Regions from separate parts of the Xenopus laevis genome. Here region 2 is linked to region 1. Evidence: chromatin contacts called from public Hi-C data. All regions are on one chromosome and are shown on one strand. Each heading gives the region's core, a stretch centred on a gene start, on an enhancer-like site or on the middle of the called end of the contact. The rest is flanking DNA. Distances are from core to core; before and after follow the strand shown.

Region 1 (2,730 bases), core at 150-2,649:
TCTTAAACACAACAAATCTCTACCTGCTGTTTAGTGTTTCCTATAGAAGTCAATTACACATACCCCCCCAGTTATCTCACCTTAGACATTAATAAGGGGCCCCCTACATTAACTCTTGGGATACAGTTATAGTAACTGAAAAATACACAGCAACTGATATTTATAATCTTAGTTATTTCAATTGATCCAGTGACTTTTCTAATGTTTCGAAAAAATAATTTTATTCCCTGTCTGAGACTCTGGACAGATTCTGATTGAGTTTATTGCCTTCCTCTGGATCAACTAAGTCAAGTTGAGTGGCAGTACTGCTCCTGCCATAAAGTTAGATGAGAATCTTGGTTTAGGCGGCAGAGTAGCCACTGTACCAGAGGTCAAATCTTAGAAATAAATAGGGCAATGACACAAATGAAGATTTGTCGACCGCACTAAAGCTTTCACTACTGCAGACGACAAGTCTCCCTGAATATGCCTTACCCTTTGCTAACATTGGGGCTAAATTGTGGGAAATGGCAAAAGCAGGCATTTTCCTGTTATTAACCTGAATCACTGCAAATAATGTATGTTGTTCAAAGCATGAACAAATAAGCATGGAGGCAGCAAGGGCCTTAGAAATTACTCATGTAGAACTTAAACAAAAAGTTTAACTTGTTTGAGATGTCACATTACTTATTATACAAGTATGTAACAGTGACACTTTGTTTCCTTAAGGGCAGGACCACACGGCCGATTCCGACGCGCTGCGCAAAATCACAGGCGTCACGTCGGATGCGACGGAAACAAGGTAAGTAATGGCAGTGTCGGATCGAGTAAGATATGATGTTGCTTTTACATGGTGCTAAAAATTTATATTAAAAATATCCCCTTAATTGGAGCTCCCTATAGATGTTCTCTGGTCCCTGTCTGTGTTTCAAATGAGGGGTGGGCGTGTTCTAATGGTCCATGCCAGAAGTACATTAGGAGGGGGACAGCCAATCACAGCCCTGCAGTCACACAAGCGAAGACAGGCTTCAGTTCCCTATCAGGTCCTGCTAGCTGCCGATTGGTTCCTGCCCTACAGTGTAGTGAGCTGAGAGCCGCTGGCTTTCCTGCACAGCCTGGGAATTCAGGGAGCAGGAAGTGGAAGGTAAGGGACAGATTATAAGTGTTTTTGAAGAAATTCTCAATAAATCAGCCTGAAACACTACTTTTTAAAGCACAATTCTTCTATATCTAAATGAGTATAATGCACTGGTACGTTCTTATTTTTTACACAAAATCCCTCCTTTCAGCAGCTTTCATTCTGCACCAAACTGCACTTGTGAATTGAACAGCTTCACTGCAACATTTTCAGTGTTTCCTCTCTAAAGAAAACATCTCCATGATCCCTTTTACTTATTGAAAAAGCAAAGTGAAAGGCTTGTGGAGAGTGCACATGAATAGAGGAATGCTTTTCACATGACAAGCTACTCTAACTGGCCTGTAGGTGGGTGTGTTGAACAGAAGGAAGGGCTGGGAATGAATCCGTCAGCCAGTCTTACAGCTAATTAGCTCAGCCTACAACAAAGATAAGCAAGCCAGGGAGGAGGACCCCCTAAGGGTCTTTACATTCTGTCCTATGTCTGATTGGCAGATTTTAAAAGAGATTGCTTAGCAATCCACTGCATCAATGAGCTGTACCAATTCGGGAGAGAAGTGGAGTAAGTCAGGCATGAGGACAGTGTGTGCAGCAGGCAGCTTGAAGGACTCACAACAAAAATGGACAGGACATTGGACTCTTTGCAGCTTCTAGTGACTCAGGTGCTGCCCCAGAGTGACCCAAACATAATATTCAAGGATTGTAAGTATTACAGAACTGACTTGTTAGAATGCATGAGGAATCTGGTACAGCAGCTGTGTGCAGTGCTTTTAGGCTTTTCTCATATTCATTTCGGCATGTTATGAGTAATCAGGCTGGAGGGATGAGTTTGCTCAGGAGTTACTTTTGGAAGCAGCTGTAAATGGGAACGGTGCTGAAAGTCACAGAAATGAGATGTCGTTTTCTCTGAGGCGTGTTTGTGTTTCTGCAGAAAAATCAGTATGTGTCAGAAGGAGAACAGAGGGCACATTGACATAAGAACATTCCTAAAGTTGATAGTACAGCGTGTCTCACCCCTATCGAGCACCACCTCACTGCTGGAAGATGTGTTCAGTTGTGGCACATTAATATTACAGGACTAAATGATATGATGTGATCTATAAAGAATGGTGACTATTTGCACTAAATGCCCTGCCGCCACTTTGCTCGCTGCTGCTGCTTTATTTTTATTGCCATCCTACAAGCTGTAGGTTAAGTTTCTGGCTTTGTTTATAGATTTGCAGGGTGGCTTGTTAAACAACACAATTATTAGTCATATATAATAAAAATTTGCTTTCATACAATACTTGTGTTGTGTCCTGAATATCACTTTCCTTTGAATGGCTATAAAGAATGTGTTTAAATGTGTTTCTGTTTCATCCTTTATTACTTTGCAGTATGTAAACTAGCAGATGTGCTCTCTATATACTATATTGATCATGTTGCACTGGCAATAGCTGGACGTACCTCTAAATTGCAAGCGTCCCATTTGCCCACTGATGCTGTTGGGTTACAGGGATGAATGATACGCTCACTGAGTTACAGTATTTATAGTGTTAATGGAATTTTCTTCTTATAGTTTTTCCTGTTACATAATTCTGTCTAATTTAATTCTGTCTAGCAGCCAGAGACCATTC
Region 2 (2,730 bases), core at 133-2,632, 160 kb after region 1:
CTTGTTTATCTGAACTATAGTATTGTTTCTGAAGCAAACAAATCCGTTTTACCAGTGCAGGGCAACACTACATGATATTTTCATTACATTAAAACACTTTCATTTTTTGGTGTTACTGTTCCTATAAGTATGAAGATAAGAAATATGAGATGAAGGAAAAAGTCAAAAGGTATATAGAAAGGGGCTCTATTTCATCACAAGATTTAAGACTTCATCAAGGTGTCTCAAGTGTTTTGGAGGCAATCAGTGACCCTCCATATATTGTTCCCAACTCCCAGCACCCTCTCTAAGTTTTCCACTCATTCTGAGATGTATATATATATATATATATATAATTATGCATGTAGCTGGAGCACTCAAATCATTAAGGTAATTGCCTAGGTGCAGGTTAACTTGAAAAATTTATAGAGCAACAAAAACCGCACACAAAGGACTTGTATAAGTGAAAAAAGATAACCAATTTATTGCAACGTTTCGGCCGAAACGTTGCAATAAATTGGTTATCTTTTTTCACTTATACAAGTCCTTTGTGTGCGGTTTTTGTTGCTCTATATATATATATATATATATATATATATATATATATATATATATATATATATATATATGTATGTATATATATATATATATATATATATTGCAGTTTAGCAACATCTAAACAGCCCCATACCGCCAACTTACTTATAAATAAATTAAATTACATTGACCCTTCTGTTCCTTTCTGCCCAGGCAGCAGTACAAAATAAATGTGTGTTGGTGCAAGAAAAGCTTTTTGCTATTGTCATATAAAGCTCCCTTCTTTGAACCTTTACTTTCATTAAAATGCACTGATAAAAATGTAAGGTTGGCTGCTGTAGTGCATCCCTCTCCAGTGCTCCAAGCATGGCCACAGCACAGTGCCTTTTCTCGTAAGTGTGTAAGAGAAAGGTTTGGGAATTCTTAGTTTACTGCATTTATCCAAAGGTAACTAGAGATTTGCCGAGGGTTGTTCACTTAAAACACCAATATATCAGCACTTTGTTGAGACATTCAGAGCAAGTTTAAGATGAATTAATATTTCATGTCCAGCATAAACTACACAAAATAACATTTTAAAAAGCAAGGCAAAATATTTGCTGGTAAATGCAGACGGACAGAAAGAGAATTTGTTGCATTAAAAAATTACATTAATAGACAAAAAATAATTCATTTCTTATCTTATACTGAAAATAAAAGGAAGAAATTTGATGAAGGCTATGCAACCTGAAAGACACAATACAAAGCATGGGACAAAAAACATAATAAGAACAACACAGAGCCCTTTACCCTGCAAGCATGAATATGTCATGGATGAGATTGGCTCGGTCACTGGAATGCAGAACTGTGTGATCCCTGTGAAGTTGCTCAATAAGGGCATCCCAGCCGTCAGCACCATAGTCAACTATATAGTAACCAGTCATGTTGACATTGAACTTCACCCATGGAAACTCACTTGACACATTTATTGTGCCTGAAAGGAAAAACAGGAAAAGACAATTTACTTCACTCAGCGCTGCAAAATATGTTGGCGCTCTAAAAATACATGTTAATAATAATTTAGTTTTGGATTTTTTACACTGATCAACAGAAACAGCAATTTCAATTTATTACACAGAAAAAAACTCTAACTAATTGCATAAATATACACCTCCTTCAAGTTAGTATCGTACATTCACCTTTGGCAGCAATTTCAGCCTTGAGTCTGAGTGGACAGGGGGTAGCTATAATCCTGTGATCCCCAACCAGTGGCTCCTGTGCAACACATTGCTCACTAACCCATTGGAAGCTGCTCTCAGTGGACTCAAACAGGTGCTTATTTTAAAATTTTTGGCTTGAAGGCAAATTTTGGTTGCATAAAAAACATGTGTACCAACAAACAGAACCTCCCATAGGCTGCCATTGCACATAGGGGCACCCAAAATAGTTAATCACAGGTCATATTTGGAACCCTCCGGGAACATCTTGGAGGCTTATGTTGCTCTCCAACTTTTTGTTTACCTCTGAATGTGTCTCACGGGTAAAAACATTTGGGTATTCCTGCTAATCACTAACATTTTCCCCCATTCTAATTTGCAAAAACCGATTAATCACTGCCAGCTTGCCTAGATTGTGAAAACAGACTTTTTCAATCAGCCACAATTACTCTGTTGGACTGAGATCTGAGGGGGCATTTACTCTGCCTCCAGACAGAAGCGCAAAAGTGCATCCTTTAGTCCTCATTCATGGAACATTACTGTCTGAGGCTATACCTGTGTTGAGAAAAGCCGATGCAAGCTTGCCTGCCTTCAAAGACACCAGTGGACTTTGACTTGCCCATTTCAGGACATTAACATTGTTTTTAAGTCATTCTTGTCCCATTTAGTCTTTATGCTTGGGATCTCCTCTGTATATGAAAAAGCCATACTGTGCAACCACCACGTTGGAAAATGGCTATGTCGTACAACAGCATCAGTACAGTCTTGCAGGGATATGTATGCAAACAAGTATTATTACTTACCTGTAGGCGCTTTCAGTAGATAGACTTTGTCACAGTCAGGATCCACACCATTACACTTTTTGGTTACATAAGTCAGTGGAATATGCCATACAGTACTAAATTAAAAAAAGAAGAGAATCACAATAAACATATAGAATGTGTATTTCAATATAAATTATTTTGTAAATCGTTGATGCATACATGAAAAGGCTGTTGTATAAAAGTTTCTATTCTCC

The links. Hi-C and Micro-C count contacts between places; a contact is called where the count stands out from the background.
Region 2: a Hi-C map of the XTC cell line shows a contact between it and region 1, with 4 times the contacts expected there. The contact joins the enhancer-like site here to the promoter of lix1.S in region 1. A contact is called at or near these places in 2 of 4 Hi-C or Micro-C datasets (the XL177 cell line and the XTC cell line).

What each region holds. Positions count from the first base shown.
Region 1 is chr1S:164,727,739-164,730,468 of Xenopus_laevis_v10.1, forward strand. It overlaps lix1.S (protein limb expression 1), which reads left to right and starts at 1,400. Exons shown (of 6, transcript XM_018244345.2): 1 at 1,400-1,816. The coding sequence starts at 1,735.
Region 2 is chr1S:164,890,214-164,892,943 of Xenopus_laevis_v10.1, forward strand. lnpep.S (leucyl/cystinyl aminopeptidase S homeolog) reads right to left here. Exons shown (of 18, transcript NM_001086558.1): 11 at 2,516-2,610; 12 at 1,306-1,489. Among protein-coding and RNA genes, the nearest start is that of lnpep.S, 42 kb to the right of the region's middle. Within about 2 kb of position 1,383, at least 1 of the 7 cell types and tissues checked has an H3K27ac peak or open chromatin away from gene starts, as enhancers often do.